2 separate regions of the Gossypium hirsutum genome follow, and region 1 is linked to region 2. Evidence: chromatin contacts called from public Hi-C data. All regions are on one chromosome and are shown on one strand. Each heading gives the region's core, a stretch centred on a gene start, on an enhancer-like site or on the middle of the called end of the contact. The rest is flanking DNA. Distances are from core to core; before and after follow the strand shown. Region 1 holds the start of LOC107954601. Region 2 holds the start of LOC107954559 (probable plastid-lipid-associated protein 11, chloroplastic).

Region 1 (2,729 bases), core at 207-2,706, 380 kb after region 2:
TCAGGATTTCTTTTTTCATGGTTTCTCTGATAATGATTGGGCTGGATGTGTTGATGATATGAGAAGTACTTTAGGTTACTATTTTAGTTTCAATTACGGTGTTTTCTCATGGTGTTCAATGAAGCAAGACATAGTAGCTCAATCTACTGCTAGGCAGAGTATGTTGCTACTGCCACAACCGTAAATTAAGCTTTATGGCTTAGGAAGTAGCTAACAAATTTATATATGAAGCAAGAACTGAGTACTAAGGTACGTGGTCATAAACAATCAAGTTGCTATATCCATTGCAAATGATCTGTTTTTTCATGGAAAAACAAAGCACTTCAAAATAAAATTGTACTTTCTGAGGGAAGTTCAGAAGGAAGGAGAACTATAACTTGTCTACTGCAATACCAAAATTCAAATTGTAGATATTTTAACTAAAGCTCTTTCTAGAACAAGATTTGAGTTTCTATGAAAAAGACTAGGTGTTGCATCTTCTGAGTTAAGGAGGAATGTTGAAAGTTATGCCTAAGAATCTGCTAGGAATCAGTCAAAGATATGCGGTTGTAACAAGATTTATTTTCAAAATTTAGATTTGATTTCAAATTTTTTAAAAAAAATTTGTTAGTATTTATAAATATAGCTTTGATCTTTCAATAAGATGTGTATTCACTAAAAAAATACATAAAATTTTCTTGATTACTGAGTGTTTTTTTTTACCAACACTTCCCATATATTGTGATAATTTTGTTCACATTTTATGATAATTTTGTCTTCATCGCAGAACGTATGCATGTTTTTTTGTGGGGTTAAAAAAAAGTTGCAGTCTGAGAAATTATATATAGAGAGAGAGGTGCACATGCAGAAAAACAACTTGGATTATAATAACATAGTGAATGCATAAACTACTGACGAAGTTTCTAATTTAGAAAAAATCTATGAGAACTCATCCTAAAGTGGAGTATTCTGTATCCAAAAGTTAGCTTGCAAACCCTATTTAGGTTTTTTTTTTATGGAAAAGCTAGATAACCTATTTATTTCCAGCTATTTAACAATGGTGAGTCCAATTACTATAATCTAGATTCTAGGCTAAAATTAGTCTATGCTAACCCTAGCTCTTACTATTGCAGATCGATAGCCTCCACCCAAACTGCCCAAAAAAATATCTAAGAGCCTACGTTGGTAATTATTTATCACCTCTAAGGTTCATCCAAAATAGACAGCTTAATTCAAGATTGGTCAACTATATATTATAAATTTCAACACCTGCATCAGCCAAATATCTCTACTATTGAATCTTTTAATGAGTTTGGTTATTACATCTTTATATATAATTTTATCATTCTTCAATTAGTATTTATATCAATTTTTTTTATAAATATATTTGTTATATAATTTTGATTTTTACTCACTTAGTGAGCAAGGAGTTCATGTTGCACAATTTGAACTCAAAATAATTTTTTTTTTGAATGAAATAGACTGATATTATGTAAAAGAATAGCTCATGACAACAGCTTCTGAAAAGTCAAAAGAAAGAAAACAGAACCGACAAACTGGACAGTTGGCAAGCACCAACAGAGAAAAAACAAAAACAGAGCAAAATAAAGAAACAAAGAAACAAACAATCAAATGCCTAGAAACTATCGAACCAACCCATCAGAAGCCAAAACTTAAGCCAAGAAACCACTGACCTACCCTCAATATCAGCCATAGCTCTCCTCATCATCAGCATCTGGAATAAGAAAGAACAAGAGAACAAGCCCCACAAAGGATCCACTTCCATTTTCAAAGCACAACAACAGAAACTCAGTTCCGTTGGTCCCAAGCCAAGCGATCTTGTAAAGCCGCAACACGGACAGAATCTGGCACACCGGTGAGCCAATCTCCAAAGAACTTTCGTCTACGACCCTCCAGTGCCAGTAAATGAGCCGCTTCATTAATCGATCGAGGCACTGCAAGGTAAGAAACCTCCTCAAAAGCCATACCTAACATGTATATATGATGTGTAATCGGTCTGAGCACCGATTTGTCCTTCCCCTTCCTTTGAACATTATTGATAACTGTCAGCGAATCGCCTTCCACAATCAGTCGTTGGAAAAGCATCCTCTTCGCGCAAAGATTAACGCCCTTTCGCAAGCCCTTGCTTCAGCCACAAACGCATCCACAACATCAGAAAAAAGATAAGTTTCTGCCCCTATAATCTCACCCTGTGAATTTCTGGCTAGGACAGCTGTAACAGCAAGCATTTCCGTATTTAGATAAGACGCATCGAAGTTTAACTTAGTAACACCCAGATCTGGTGGTCTCCATATCTCCTTAGTCAGAGATCTAGGATAGGAACAGAGAGATATCGAATAAATCCGATTGTTGTGCACATATCCCCGAATAAACCCCAAAGCCTCCTGCAGCAAAAAAATAACCCCTTCATGGATAAGTTTGTTTCTATAGAACCAAAGACTCCAAATAGAAATCACAATTAATTGTTTTTGATGTTCCTCAGCTACAGAAAACATTTGACAAAACGGAGCGAGTGTCCCACTGAATCATCGAAAAGAGGAATCTGCACAGATAACGACACCCACACCTTCTGCAAAATACGACATGACCACAACAAATGATCAGAATTCTCCAGCTCTTCCTTACACAGCGGGCACAAAGCTACTGCACACAAGGACCCCCTCGCCAAGTTACAAAAATGAGGCACCAAATTATTCACCGACCTCCAAATATGTATTTTAATTTTCCCT
Region 2 (2,721 bases), core at 104-2,603:
ATTAGAATATCATTAGGAAATGTGTATTGCACAAATTATAGTGGATCATTTCCCTAGATCAACTTAAGTCCTTTAATCAAGCATATATGAAATATATTTCATAAATTTATGCTTCCAGCGAAGTGCATCAGTAGCCGAAGACGAGCTGATCCGTGGCCAGACAAAACTCAGGTTTGTAATTTCAAATGAAGTGCAGTGTAATGTTAACTTCTGCCTCTTGAGGCTAATTATTGCCATTGGACATATTCAATTTTGTTTCAGGCAAGCGGGCAAGCAGATCCGAAGTGTAATTCAGTCAGCTTATAAGATTGAAAGACAAGCAGCAGGTATTCAAGTACTTTCTCTCAATTAGGTTCATTGAATTATTTTCAGCATTTGTATGGCTGAGAAAACTTCCTTATATTATGTCGCATCAGGACTAAAAGATACCCTTGGAGAACTTCCAAGCAGAGAAGCATCTCGGTTTCGATCGCAGGTATGTTCTCCGAATATTATGAATGGACTTGGTTTTTGAATATATATATATAAGTATATTGATTGTCATATAATGAAATGCATAGACCATAAACCTGGATGACTGCTGCTGTTTTCCTTGGAAACATTGCTTATATGGAATAATTGATTTGCAGGTTTCCAACCTTGCGTCTCAGGCAAAGCGAGAACGGAATGTTTTGACAAAGGAGGTTTCAAAAATTAGTAATCATGGAATTGCAGTTTGATGCATCTCCTGTCCCTGCTATTTTGTTAAGTTCACATGTCACTGTTTTCATCACTAACACAAGATGTTTTGAGTGAGTACATTTTGGGTGGAGGTTCTATCATTGTATTCAAATTTTAATTGGAGCCTGATGTTTACACGTCGGGGAACATGTATAAAATAAACAAACTTCCTACATGAATTTTAGTATTCCATTTTTAGGGCCTTGGTTTCTGAACTTAGAAGGTCTCAAGGCCTCTTAGTTTGGTCCAATCTATGGAAATAGAATTGTAGTAAACCAGCACGAATATGTCATTAACCCTATGTCTGGGTTGTGAGAAAAATAAATTATTAATCACAAAGGGAAGCAAGTGATATATTATAGTTCTTTCAATTATATCTTTTTCAAAAATAAATTTGAATTAAGTATTTTCATTTTCTTATGGTTATATTATTATTATTTAAAAATAAGTTAAAGTATTTGGTATACTTGTAGTCTATTTTTATAACTGTAAAATTGATAATTAAGATGAATATTAAATCTTGAATCAGCAGGAATACTTGATTAAAAAGAAGAAGAAAAACACAACATTGTGTATTCAGCAAGTTTCGCGGTAAATCTTTTAATTAGCAAAATTTCACCATCGGCTCAAGTATGAGCTTCTCTTTGTAAAATGTTAAAAAACAGACAGATAAGCTCTAAGCTCACATGCATTTGAAAGGTGAAAGCAGGCAACGACACAGAGCTATGAAGCCGCCATGCCATCCTAGAACAATGTCAGGCAGGAGACAAGCAAGCAAGAAATCGGAAAAAGCCTTCAATTCACGTATAGTATTCCTCGGTTACTGGTGTCGATCCCAACCAATCATAAACATCTATTTTGGGTTGGCCCAGAAAATTGAAATTGGGAGATTGGACGCCATTGATTACAGTTTTATCCCCCAAATTCCCACTGTGTTTGAACCACAAATTTCAATTTTTTTTTTAATCTGTTGGTGGTGGCGCGAAGAAATAGAGAAACCCAATCACCATGTCACTCGCAGCTCTCACTCTATCGTCTCCTCTTACTGTCTCCACTACCACCAAACAAAAACCACGGCCTCCTCATAATCCTAAACCTAAAATCACATGCTCCTCCCTCACTACCCAATCCCAATCAGCCAAACACCACCTCCTCAATCTCATCTCCGACCAGGAGCGGGGTCTCAAAACCCAAAACGACACTAACAAACGCGATTCAATAATCAAAGCCATTGATGCCATGGCCGTTCTGGGCCGCAATACTGTCACCACAGGCGACTCCCTATCCGCCACGTGGCGGCTTCTATGGACTACGGAGAAAGAGCAGCTCTTCATTATAGAGAAAGCTTACCTCTTCGGTACTCAAGCAGGCGACGTTTTGCAGGTCATAGACGTCGACAACAAGACTCTCAATAACGTCATTACCTTTCCACCCGACGGAGTTTTCTTCGTTCGGTCCAGCATTGAAATTGCGTCGTCCCAGAGAGTGAATTTCAAGTAATTACTTCTTCTTCTGCAAAACCTACTTTTCCTTCTTTTCCTCTCGCTTAACGACTGAACAAAATTGGATTTTGAATTTGTAGGTTTACGAGTGCGGTTCTCAGGGGGAAAAACTGGGAGTTCCCATTGCCTCCATTTGGGCAGGGTTGGTGAGTACTTGTATCTTTTTTATATATATTATTGACTGTAGTAATTCTCATTTATTTTGCAGTAATACATAATTTTAGGTCTTGATTTACATTAGGAACTCTGGGTTCCAAGTTTAGCATTTGACAATAAGGTCCACTCCTCCTTGATGCCTTTTCTTAAGTTGCAATTCGGTAAAAACATGTTTAATACTGATAGTGAATATTTTCTTGTGTTTGATGGCAATTTCTTATGGATACGGTTTCCTGTTCTTTTTGAGAAAGCCGAGAAGTGTTTTTCTGATTGTAAGATTCTGTATAGGTTTGAAACTGTCTACCTTGATGATGAGATACGAGTTGTGAAGGATATCAGGGAT

Evidence for each region. Hi-C and Micro-C count contacts between places; a contact is called where the count stands out from the background.
Region 1: a contact with region 2 is called in a Hi-C map of leaf, with 1.9 times the contacts expected there. The contact joins the promoter of LOC107954601 here to the promoter of LOC107954559 in region 2. A contact is called at or near these places in 2 of 34 Hi-C or Micro-C datasets (both in leaf).

Annotation. Positions count from the first base shown.
Region 1 is chrD07:26,914,101-26,916,829 of Gossypium_hirsutum_v2.1, forward strand. It overlaps LOC107954601, which reads left to right and starts at 1,457. Exons shown (of 5, transcript XR_005915871.1): 1 at 1,457-1,941; 2 at 2,050-2,729.
Region 2 is chrD07:26,537,954-26,540,674 of Gossypium_hirsutum_v2.1, forward strand. It overlaps LOC107954559 (probable plastid-lipid-associated protein 11, chloroplastic), which reads left to right and starts at 1,354. Exons shown (of 5, transcript XR_001699608.2): 1 at 1,354-2,216; 2 at 2,303-2,368; 3 at 2,667-2,721. It overlaps LOC107954560, which reads left to right. Exons shown (of 9, transcript XM_016890158.2): 6 at 119-171; 7 at 262-326; 8 at 417-475; 9 at 630-895. The coding sequence ends at 719.